Regions from separate parts of the Mus musculus genome. Here regions 2 and 3 are each linked to region 1. A link is a contact called in public promoter capture Hi-C and targeted proximity ligation data. All regions are on one chromosome and are shown on one strand. The core of a region is the stretch at or near the end of the contact, and the rest is flanking DNA. Distances in the headings are between cores, read along the strand shown.

Region 1 (4,065 bases), core at 569-3,068:
TCGAAGCTCAGGTTGCCAGGCTAGCACCTCCTCGATGATGTATTTTTCAAGGCTTAAATAACCCGGAGTTTGCCCACCGGAAGCCCCTTCAAGCAGTCTGTTGTCTGGCCAAGATGTCTTTGCGCTCACCAGAAAGAAACCTCCCAAGGTTCAGTTCTCCAGGTATTCAGAAGTCTACTCTCTTTCCAGCCCTGCCCGAAGTTAGTTAAACTTGTTCTCCTTTTTATGGTTCACATAACAGGGTGAACACACGGAGATATAGCCTTACCAGCCCCCAAGGTTTTAATTCTAATAGCGGCGCTTCACACTCACTGGTTTGTTTGTGCTAATTAACGGCTTTTGTCTGTCATTATTCTGAAAGATGTCCGTGACTCCATCCCCAAGCAGTTAGGAACCTTTATGTCAAGTCCCAAACGGGACAGGTGAGAAAAGCCCAGGGCAATAAACTGACAGACTCAACTCAAGTGCTCTTCTGACTTGGAGTCACTCACACCCTAGGCTCCTTGACACCTACCTATCTTTCAAACATTATTTCCTTTGGGAAGACTTTTCCTTTTTCAAAGTGACTCTCTCCTTTACCCGAAAGGAGGGGCTGGAGCTCCTTAAGGTTTCGACCCTTACACACGATTTCTCCCTAGTAGATGTGACTGTGTTCGTTTCCTGCTTCCACCAGGGCAGAGACTGCCTCTCTCGTTTGCTAATGACACACAGTAGTTGCTCAAGAAAATAAGGTGTGAAGTGAAACTCGGACCCAGGTCCTCTGGCTATTTCGCCTTCAGTCCCACTGCAGCTGAAGATTAATTCCAAAGGATAAAACTAAATATCTCAGTTGAAAAAAAAAAGCCAGGGAGTTTTTCTACTAATAGAAGTCCTTAGCAGAAACTGCCCAACTCAAGGTGTGGTCACCCCAGGAGGGCGTCAATCAAGAAAATGCCCCTTTGCCCCAGAGGCGAGTGAAGCCGCACAGAGCTGAGGCCACACTGAGCAGCGCACCACGGCTTTGAATAGAAAACACGTGTAAAACCTCAGAGGCCGGCTAAGCGCAGCTGTGTCCTTCAGGGCCTGGGGACAGAGGTCCAGGAGCACCTCCCACCCCCATTGGATCGAAGAACACTGCATAGCCTCTGTCCTGCGCCATACGATTAAGGTTCTATCTTGATACCGGTCTGGAGCAGATTCCGTTAGCATCCAGGGAGGTGGCCGAGCTAGGGGGTCCTCAAATAGGTCTGGAACACCTGCAGCCTCGCTGTCAGTACCCGTCTGGGACTAGGACGCAGCCAACGGCTTGGGTCTTCTCCTTGGAGCGCCGAGCTGCGGAGGTCCCCCGTTCTAGACAGTGCCACCGTTACCCCAAGAAGCGCAGCCTTCTGGCCGCCCGAAGGTGCCATCCTGCCGGCGGCCTCCTGGCCCGCAGAGTCCCATCGCTTCTCCAGGTTCCAGAGGCTGCCCGAGTTTCAGCAGTGGCGCCATCCCGTCAGGATCCGCGCCCCGCGGCGCACGTCTTGTGACCTCCTCTTCGACGGTCGCAGTCGCTCGCTAGGTGCCTGGAACCTCTGGGGGCGCCTGCGGCGCAGGAACACCCTGGCGGAGGGTCCCCGGAGCCCCACAGCCCGTGCGTCTCGGGGGCGGGAGCTGGGCCGGTGGGGGCGGATCGGCGCGGGGGTTAGTGGGGGGCGGAGGCGAATCTGAAGCCAGCGCCATTGGCCGCAGGGCCTGGCGGCAGGAAGGGGACCGAGCGCGGCCCCACCCCGCGGCTGCCCGAGCCTATCGCCTGGAGCGCAGAGCGCAAATAAATGTAGCGCGGCGCCGCCGGCCGGCAGCTCTCTGCGAGGGGCTGCGGAGCGGCCATGCAGTTCCCGCACCCGGGGCCCGCGGCTGCGCCCGCCGTGGGAGTCCCGCTGTATGCGCCCACGCCGCTGCTGCAGCCCGCTCACCCGACGCCCTTCTACATCGACGACATCTTGGGTCGCGGGCCCGCCGCCCCCACGCCCACTCCCACGCTGCCGTCCCCCAACTCCTCCTTCACCAGCCTCGTGTCCTCCTACCGGACCCCGGTGTACGAGCCCACGCCGGTCCACCCCGCCTTCTCGCACCACCCGGCCGCCGCGCTGGCCGCCGCCTACGGCCCCAGTGGCTTCGGAGGCCCTCTGTACCCGTTCCCGCGGACGGTGAACGACTACACGCACGCCCTACTCCGCCACGACCCCCTGGGTAAGGCGGCCGGGGCCGAGTGAGGGCGTCCGTGAGGAAGGCGCTCCCGGCGGGTGGCAGCGCGCGGGAGGCGGCAGGGGCGGACGGACGGGAAGCGCAGTGGAAAAGTTGCGGCGAGCTCTCGGAGCGAGCGGCTCGCGGGTGCATGCGGGGCCCCGGTACTGGGAAGCTCGGCGACTCAGATTGCTTTTCCTGCACCTTGCAGACGTCGGGGCAAGCGTAGTCGGGAGAGACCTGGGGCTCCCGGGGAGGTGGAGGAGGGCGGCCCTGGCCACGCGTGTCGCCCCGGGGTGGGTGGGGGACTCCCTTAGCGAGCGGCCCGGAGAAGAGGACGTCGGGGCGCCCTGAGCCTGGCCCCTGCAGGGCAGGGAGAGCTGCCTGCCCGGGCGGTTCCTGGGCTGGGCTTGGTTCAACAAGCTTGTGCAGTGAAGGAGCCTGACCCTTTCCGTTCATACAGGAAATCTTGAGTTCTCGATAGGAGTAAATCTGGTTTCTGAAGCTGTTAAGTGTTTTCCTGGCTGCATGAAGCAGACCCTTCCCCCGGAGTAGTGCACGCTGCTGATTATTTTATCGACATCCTCAATACAGACAAATTCAGGAAACACTCGACGTCTGATAGCCAGGATCCGTTTTTCTGATATTGTTCATTTCCTCTGTGTGGGATGTGACTTTATGGCAGCTAAAATAACCAGTTGCTTCCTCTCTGCCTCTCCCGCCACCCCCCACCCCCATCTTTGGAGGCTGTTTTGCACCAAGTCTGAAGCCTGACGCAAGCAAAATCTCGGGGGGAAAAAAAAACAATGCCAACTTTCAAAATGTTTAGGTGTAGGTCTGTGGACATAGGGACGGACGGACGGACAGACGCACCACCATCAATTTGGAGAAGGAAAGTGCAGACCCCGAACAAATACTAAGGGCTACACGTTGGCAATTTGGGATTTTCGAGGCTTGTCCTCACAACATTCCTAAGAATAAATACGCGATGGTGACCGGGTTCAGGGCCTCAGCCTCTGAACCAGTGGGGTCTAGAGTGAATAAGAGGGGGCTCCAGAGTTTAAAGTCAACAGTTTGGCAGCTTAACTGGGGACCTGGGAGACAATTAACATTTTAATGAATTGGCATTTTAATGCCAGAATTATTAAGAGCCGCCTCCAGCGCTCCTCTCTTCTCACCGCTACAGGGATTTGGGGTGTGAGTGTTATAATTTTGTACATAAAATTTGTATTTAAATTTTTCAGCGTGCAGAACATGAGTGTGACCGGCCGCAACTCTGTACCCTCTGGGGCAGGAGGGTACAACGTTTTCACATAGCTCGCCCTGGTTTCCTTGGGTTTCTGCTAGGCCTGAGCAGAAGGAAGCAAATTTTTTTTTTTTTTTTTTTTTTTTTTTGAGACAGACCAACAGGAAACACATTGACGGAAATGTTGCCATAGCCCACGGGGTGGCTTTAACTGGCCGCCCCCGCAGGCCGAGTGTGAAATCAGAGGAGGCCCGGGCGCTCTCCAGCCACTTTGGAGGCCCCACTCGAGGCCTAACACCCGCGCCCTGTGAGCGCTTCTGTGCGCCCAGCAGGCCTTGGGAAGTGCTCTCATAAAGAGCGCACCCTGAGTCTTTTGCAAAAGTTAGTGCATACAGAAGAGTCGGTTCGGTTAAATAAGATAAGGTTTAAGGCCAGCAGGGGTTCTTGGGGGTTGAAAAGATTTGTTTGCATTTAGCCACAGGTGTGCTGGGCGGGTAGTGCCGTGTCTTGAGTATCCAGAGCTGGTCTGGGTGGTAGAACGGCTAATCTGACTTTGTGTGCATTGGTGAGGAGTGTGGAAACATCCATTAACCTGAGCATGTATGTGATAGGAA
Region 2 (4,065 bases), core at 894-3,393, 490 kb after region 1:
ATCATGTTGGTAACTAGAAACAGCTCTGATAAGACTTATATAACATGACTCACACACGGGCAAAGGCTACTGAGGTCAACCCTGAGGACCTGAGATGAATCCCTGGGGCCCACATGGTAGAAGGAGAGAACCAGGTTGTCTCTGACTGCCACATGCACACAGGTGTTCACTGCCACATGCACACAGGTGTTCACAAGTGGCATGAATAAAAATGTGTTAACAATACCCATATTCTAGACCAGAAACAAGTCAAGGCTGTGACCACGAAGAGAACAATGCTTTGTCAAGGCTCTTGGGGGACATTCTTCCCTCATGGACCTTCCAGCCCTTCTACCCATTTCTCTGACAAAGGTATCTGTACATATTCCTGGCGTTAGGATCTCAACCAGAGCAGGGCACATTTCATGTAGAAGGAATATTTTGAACTGTATGTTACCTGCCAAACACTGGGTTGAGAGTGTTGGGAATGTAGTGGTCTCGGTCTTCAATTACTTTCTTGCCCAAGGTTATTTTTATGTAAGGATCACACTGTGGAGACAAGACAGGTAAGATGTTATATCATCCCGGGTGCAAACTGAAGTCAATTTCGGGGATAGACTTGGCTTGCTTCTATACTCCCAAGTGATGACAAAGGTGGCCTCTGGGGCACCTGAGGACCTCAGACGAGTTCAGTGCAAGGTTCTCCTTTGGGTGGCAGTGGGCCAGCGTGCCTTCAAAGCATCTGTGTGGGTGAAAAGGTGGGATGGGGTGGAGGTAGGGATGACCTAACTCTGCACATGCTGGTCCTGTGACTGGAGCAAATCTTGTCCTGGGTCACATCAGTAACACGAGAAGGATGAACTAGAGAGCCCTAAGCACCACCACCCCCACAGCCCCAGCCAAAGCTCTTGGGTAAAACCCCATGGGGACAATCCTTCTGTTCACATTGTTTTGATAGAGTATCTTTCTCCTTGTGAGATAACAGACGCCCAGAAAGAAAGAAGGTGACAATTACCATGGCTGATGACTATAATTATCCTGCTATGGGAGAAGGCCCCACACCCAAACTCTTACCAGGCCATTGTTGTCCTGAGGCTGGAGCTGTAAGCCTTGAACAATGTAAATCCTAACAGTGCATTCCTGTGGGACACTGTCAGGCAGTTCCCGAAACTGCCTGGGAGGGGCTGGCACACTGGGGTCATCCGGCAAGGGGTAGATTCGGAAGGAGCCCTGAGAGAAAGAGAGAGACGTGTACTGATGACTCCGAAGGACCCTGGCCAATGGGTAGAGGGCGCTTGGGAAATGTGCACCCATCTTGTGCACCCTCCGTCTCACACAGTTGGGTGATGTTAGGTGTCTCTGACATAACCTGTTTTGGCTCTTGTGGGATTCCAGTAGAGAACACTCCAGCATTCTACAGCCATCATTTCAGAAGAGGGCATTCTAGGAAGGGGGCAATAAACCTGAGCAGGAAGTGGAGGTGGCTGGTCAGGGTTGGGGGACGTGGTGGCAAAACAAGGTAAAGAGTTGAGATTATTTTGGAGACAGGAATAAGTCCCGAGGTGATTTCACTGCTGGGTCTCCCTACCTGCCTGGGCCCCACTCCCAGGCAAATTGATGCTCTGCTTCAGGTCTCAGCTAAAAAGACTGCACACTTTGTTTTGAAACCAGCTTAAGTACAGGGAAAGGTATCGAAAGTTGGGATTAGGATGTTTGGGCCTTTCTTCTGGCCAGCTGCACTCAGGAACATGTCATGAAGCAAGCACCCATTGAATACTGGGTGAGGAACACCCAAAAATCAAGAAACAGAGTATGGCACAAGATACTAGATTAGCTTGGCTGTGTACCCTATTGTGGTCTTAGTAGGAGGCTGGGGTGGGGAGGATTTGAGACCCTGTGTTGGGTGTAATCCCCTGATCCATTAGCCATGTCTGCTATTGGCAAAGGATTAGGAAGAGGTAGTGTCAGATGCCCTGGCCTTGCCAAGTGTGCTTGGGAGGAGAAGCAACAATCAAACCTGACAGGAGGTGAACCCAGACCTGTGGGAGCCCAGAGCATGGGTGAGTCATGCTGCCCAAAGCAGCCAGGGAACTCTTGACAAACCCTGATGACATCTGAGCTGTCTTAGGGCCTGAGCAGGGCTTTGTCAAACTACAGAGAGGAAAGGAAGGGCACCCAGGAAAGGAAGAGCTGCCTAGCCCAAGGCTCCGTACATCCATAGAGAGAACTTGTAAGGTGTGTTTGGGACTTGGGAGTGGTTCTTCTGTATGCAGGAGGGACCCAGAGCTTGGGAAAGGCCAGCTCAGCTTTGGAAGGAGTTGAGGCCTGAGCTGTGAAATACAAGAGGTGTGTTTAAGCCATTCAGATGGAGGCTCAAATTTGGTTACGGTGAGGAGAGACTGCTTGGGAGGAGCAGAAAGGTGGCTAAGATCTCCATCTGGGAATCTGCCACAGTGATCTTGCTAATACCCCAGGAGGGCAGAAGGTAGGAGAAATGAGGTCTTGGGAAGATTTGACCCAGGAGGATTTGAGTCTGGCCAGCCCAAGCAATATCCTGACTCCCCTGGGGGCATTTTCCTTCCTGCAGAGGGCAGAGGACATGTCCAGCTGCAGACATCAGCTGTCTTTCATCCGAAATCAATAATAAAAAAAAGAAGATAGATTTTTCAAAGGACACACACGCACACTTTACTCACTTTAAACTCTCCTACCACAGATGGATCTTCATTCTCATCGGACTTGCCTCTGTACAGCTTGAAGGTATCTGAGAAATCTGTCAGGCCTTCAAAGTCGGCTACATCCTCCAGTTCACAGTCATAGATCTGAAAACCATCAGCGGACTCTCAGTTTCTCATTAAAACAGAGGTGGTGTCTCCAGCCAACAGGGCTGAGTACCAAAAGGATTGGACAGAACTCCTGGGGCCCTCACGGGTGCAGCATAGAACTGCCACTTGGGAAAATGCCACACTTCTTTTAGGGGGTTACATATCTTAGGATCCAGAAGTGGTGTTTCTAGGAATTTACCAAAAAGAAACATGAGCATGTCCATGTGGTTCAAGAAGGTCCAGTGTTGGGAGGATGAGTCAACAAACCATGGAGAGGAGAGAGAAAAGAAGGGGCAAGGGGAGGTGAGATGGGGTATGAACACGGCATGACCCAACTCCAACCCAGTCTGATCCAATATGATTCAGCAAGAGTAAACAAACTTGTGATACCCACAACAACATGACGAGTCTCAAAAGCAGACTCCTTTGGGACCAAAGGAGCCAAATACAGAATGAATATTGTCTGAGTCCAGTTATCTGGAACACAGGAGCAAGCGAAGCCAGCCTATCATGGTAACTATCAGACCAGCTGTGCACCAGAGGGGTGCAGCTCGTGGAGAGTTGGCTTGACAGGAGCGCAGAGGAGCTTCCTGTGTGTGAAAATGGTCTGCCCCTTGCTGTGGGGGCAGCTTTACACAGATGTACACAACACCAAAGCCTTGTGGGAGGGCCAGCTTGTGGCATATAAATTAGACCTTGGTTTTAAAAGAAAAGTTGGACAAGAGAGAAAGATGGAAGGGAGAAGAGGAAGAAGTAATGGAAACCTGTCCCTTCACCCCCCGTCTCATTATTTTTCCATGTGATTTCTAACATGCTAGCTTTCCTCACACTACACGAATACATTACGCCACCAACAAGCAAGGGTATAGGTCTTTCTTTGATAGAGGAATAATTTTAATAACTAGATGTTTCTCATTTAACTTCATCTTTCTCCTCTACCTCGCTCTGACTCCTGTAGGTTTGCAGCTGACAGAGTTAGCAACTGAACAATGAAGAACTGGAAAACTCAGAACATGAAGAGAATAAATAATACAGATAGCTAGCCCTGGCCGCCTCCGCCGCTTCCTCCTGCGCTCGTGTGCCCCACGGTTGTGATGTGACTAGGCATACATGTAACAGAATCAACTTTTAATTTGGCAAAACTGATCACTGTTTGGAAGACAAAACGAAGCGTGTTGACATCTTTTTGTTGTTGTTCTGCAAAGGGCACAGTGACTTCTGAGTCTCCCCGAGCCAATCTGGATAATTGTTGGCCTAATTA
Region 3 (4,065 bases), core at 1,026-3,525, 380 kb before region 1:
TCGTGCCTCCCTGATGGTGGCAGTGCTCAAGAAAAGCACTTACAAAAGAAAATTACAAAACTTATTTTCTTTTAGTTTCTTTTTTGAATTATGCATTCCTAAGAAGGCTTTCCTGAGGACCGTGAAATTGATGTTTGGCTGAACTATGTGTCTTCTGAATTCTTAACGTTTGAATCAGTAATCTGTTTTACACAAAGCTTGCTGGTATAAACATTTATTTATGCCACAGAGTAACCGTGAAGGAATGCAACACTAATAAAACCCACAGTTATTGGTAAAAGTGTGAATTCCCCCTTCTGAGGTCTCCCAATGTGTCTTCTACAGAGTGCATGTCCTAGGGGTTGCTGTGTCAGAAGACGGCTATTTGGGGAAAGCTGTAGATTATCTTCTTGGAGTTTCAGGACATTCATTGATGTACTTAATTGAAAACTTTAAGGAAGTCTACAGGCAAGAAATCTGTTCAACATTGCGAAACATAGCATATCCCAAGTTATTTTTATGCAACTTTTTTTTTTTTTTTTTTTTTTTAAGATTTATTTATTATTATATGTAAGTACACTGTAGCTGTCTTCAGACACACCAGAAGAGGGAGTCAGATCTCATTACGGATGGTTGTGAGCCACCATGTGGTTGCTGGGATTTGAACTCTGGACCTTCGGAAGAGCAGTCGGGTGCTCTTACCCACTGAGCCATCTCACCAGCCCCATTTTTTTTTTTTTTTTTTTTTTTTTAAGATTTATTATTATATGTTGGTACACTGTAGCTGTCTTCAGACACACCAGAAGAGGGCGTCAGATCTCATTACGGATGGTTGTGAACCACCATGTGGTTGCTGGGATTTGAACTCAGGACCTTCGGAAGAACAGTCAGTGCTCTTACCCACTGAGCCATCTCTCCAGCCCCCTTATGCAACTTTTAAATATAACAAACATAATGTTCAAATTTGAGCATCACTGTCCTACACCAAAGTACTCTACTGAGTGATGAACCGTTATTGTTTTGAAAAGGTTACTTCTACAGAAATTAACTTTAAGTAGTTAAGAGTAAATTTAATAGTAGCAAATTAGTTAATATATTTAAATATTAAACAGATGTCCGAAGAATTAAAAGTTATCAAACTAACCTTAATTAAATATATGTTACCAAATCAGTTCAGTTATATTTACGATTAATAAAGAGTAAAATACTGGATCTAAATTAAAAACTAAAATTTTATTTACTGAAAACGAAAGGTGATTAATAGAATTAAGTGCAAGCCAACTACTAAGAAAAACATTAAAAGTGCAACATGGATCACTTGTTTAGACATAAGGCATATAAAAATCACTAACTAAAGAGTTCAATGAAAATTAACAAAAACTTCCAAATTAAAGTGTAAATGTACATTTTTGTTCTATCTTTAATAACAGAATAAAAGAAAACACAATGGCCTTGCACACTGGCACAGGCCTTTAATCCCAGCACTTGGGAAGAAGAGGCAGGCAAAAACTCTCAAGTTTGAGCCTCGTGGTCTACATAGAGTTCTAGGCCAGCCAGGGCTGCATGGAGAGACCCTGTCTTGAAAAAAGAAAAGAAAAGAAGGAAGGAAGGGAGGGAGGGAGGGAGGGAGGGAGGGAGGGAGGGAAATGGAAGAACAAATAGAAAAGGGCTTCAAGTTTTTTGTTATGTGTGTGTGTGTGTGTATGTGTGTGTGTGTGTGTGTGTGTGTGTGTGTGTGTGTGTGTGTTCGAGAGTGTGTGCATGCACTCAAGTGTATTTTAAAACATCATTTAGCCTTCCTACAATTCTAGAATTCTCTATTTAGATTCAAATTAGTGTAGATCACTAATTCTGGGCACTCATTTGGAACACCTTGCTTTATACTTCATCCTCCTGGTTACCACTGTACGTTATAAACGCCCACCACACAAATATTCTACTGCAAGGTGTCTTGTTCCATCTGTTTTTCCCAAAGGAACTCAAAAGTCAGCACTGCAGTTCCACGGTCAGCTCAAGTACCAGAGCGGATACTTCCTCCCCAGTCATCTGGCTGTTAGCTCTCCCCTACAAAGCTCAGAGTTGAGACACAGTCAACTCTAACCCCCTTTTGTAATTTCCTGAGCTCTCCCCCCATACCCTTCAAAGTCCCTACTCTTCAAGAAAAAGACTATTTTTCTCCCCCCAATCCTACAATCCTTTCATTTTACATGAAACAGAACAACAATAGTGCAGAACCATCAGGAATGCTCTCCACAGCAAGTGGCAGCATCCCAAACTCATCCAGCCAGGATGAGTCAGCTAAACCAAGTCCCCTGACATATAGCTGTAACGGCTGTGTCAGTTGAAGGGATGGACTCCGACCCATGTCAGCTGTCAGCAATTCTATTTTAAGTACCACAGCCCTCACCAAATCACTAAAGTGTGACAGCAGAAACAGAAAGAGTCAGCAGAAGCAGAAAGAGTTTATAGTTTGTAAAGTGTCTTTGCCTCTTTCATGGTATAAGGGCTCTTTTTATTATTAAACACAGAAACTAACAGCCATAGCAGCAGTATTTGGGGAATTAAACTTTTCAAAGCACATATATATTTGGTATTTCATTTTGAGCTAATTTTCATTTCTTAGATAGTAATAAACAAATCAGCTAATTTCCAAGAGTAGATGCCATCTATTAGTCTCAAGTGTTCTTCTGTACCAGGCGACAACCCGGGTAACTCTCAAGAGAAGGAGAAAGAACAGAGCCTGATAACTGATCAGTCCTTGGCTTTGGTAAGAGATCTGTATCCTACATGGCTCTGGGGCTGCAGGCCAAAAGCTGTGACTCTAACCCTCTAACTCAGCTGTTCTTCTCAACTTGTGGGTTACAACTCCTTTGGGAGTGGAATGACCCTTTCACAGAGGTCTCCTAAGACCTTCGGAAAACACAGATATTTACATTACGATTCATAACATTAGCAAGATCATAGTTGTGAAGTAGCAAACATGAGGAACTGTATTAAAGGGGCGCAGCATTAGGAAGGCTGAGAACCACTGGTCTAACTGATCCTCAGACAAAAAAACAAAACAAAACAAAACAAAAACGCTCCAGGGAACTTCATCAAAAGAGTCAAAATTCTTTCTAGACAGGGAGCAATAAATAATACTGGGAAATTCTGTCTTGTGCTTCCAGCATGCTCCAGGTGTTCCACCAGGTACAGTAAGTTAAGCCCTGCAACGTGCGCTAAGCTGTAGTGCTCACTCCATGCAAGGCTTCATAGCCCGTCAGGGGCCGTCAACTACTAATGAAGCATGGCATTTTGTGTACTCTTTCATAGGGATGCTTAGCAAAAAAAAAAAAAAAAAAAGAGAGAGAGAGAGAGAGAATGAACAAATGATACTACAAAAAAGGTTATGTAATGCATACCCTTGAGTTAGTAAAGTCATTATTAATGAAATACTACAGTCAAAAGACGCAAGCGAACCCTTTCCTGACCAAGTCATAACATCGGCACATTCTTCTCCATCCATGACTCCCAGTCTCACATACTCCCTATGGCATCTCTCAGAGTACCTGCAGCTCCTTAGTTCACTTCCTGTCACACACCTACTTCCCACTGTTACAGCCAGGGTCCTTTGAGGCTGAGCTCATACACCTGTGTGTGGCCCAACTGCCCAGTAAAGTATCCAGCCTTAATGAACTCTATGTGCAGATTTGAGGAATAACGGGTACTCTTTCTTCTGTACCCCCTTTTTGAGAGTGTCTCACTGTACATCCCACTCTGTTCTCAACCTCGAGACCTTCTTGGTCTGGCCTCCCAAGTACTGGGATTACAGGTAGGCCCACCACACCAGCTTGGCTACTGCTCTTCCACAGCTCTTAAAACATGCTACTCATTCAACTTCTGGAGACACGGGCATACACTATGTCGGTTACCAGTGGATACTGTAGGGCCTGGGCTCACTTTCTGTGCCTGCTTCTGATGTCGCTAAGTCACAGGCTAATCAGGACATCAGAATGACTTTGGGCTCACCATCACCAAACGTCACTTAGAAAACACGACAACTGATGCGGTTTGAAACCACCAGCACTTTTCACACCCAAGTGCATG

What was found. Promoter capture Hi-C pulls out the DNA fragments that hold promoters and counts their contacts.
Region 2: a targeted proximity ligation map of extraembryonic endoderm stem cells shows a contact between it and region 1, with 5 times the contacts expected there. A contact is called at or near these places in 9 of 39 promoter capture datasets (the 3T3-L1 cell line, 3T3-L1-derived adipocytes, the HPC-7 cell line and 5 more), 5 of 484 Hi-C or Micro-C datasets (the HPC-7 cell line, cortical neurons, embryonic fibroblasts and 1 more) and 1 of 130 datasets of targeted methods (extraembryonic endoderm stem cells).
Region 3: a contact with region 1 is called in a promoter capture Hi-C map of pre-B cells, with 2.2 times the contacts expected there. A contact is called at or near these places in 5 of 39 promoter capture datasets (the 3T3-L1 cell line, the HPC-7 cell line, embryonic stem cells and 2 more) and 2 of 484 Hi-C or Micro-C datasets (the G1E-ER4 cell line and embryonic stem cells).

What each region holds. Positions count from the first base shown.
Region 1 is chr19:37,433,023-37,437,087 of GRCm38.p6, forward strand. It overlaps Hhex (hematopoietically expressed homeobox), which reads left to right and starts at 1,819. Exons shown (of 4, transcript NM_008245.3): 1 at 1,819-2,211. The coding sequence starts at 1,848.
Region 2 is chr19:37,920,283-37,924,347 of GRCm38.p6, forward strand. Myof (myoferlin) reads right to left here. Exons shown (of 54, transcript NM_001302140.1): 41 at 2,676-2,801; 42 at 1,054-1,209; 43 at 437-528. Among named protein-coding and RNA genes, the nearest start is that of Gm52397, 64 kb to the right of the region's middle.
Region 3 is chr19:37,057,501-37,061,565 of GRCm38.p6, forward strand. All of the region lies in intron 8 of Cpeb3 (cytoplasmic polyadenylation element binding protein 3), which reads right to left. Among named protein-coding and RNA genes, the nearest start is that of A330032B11Rik, 110 kb to the right of the region's middle.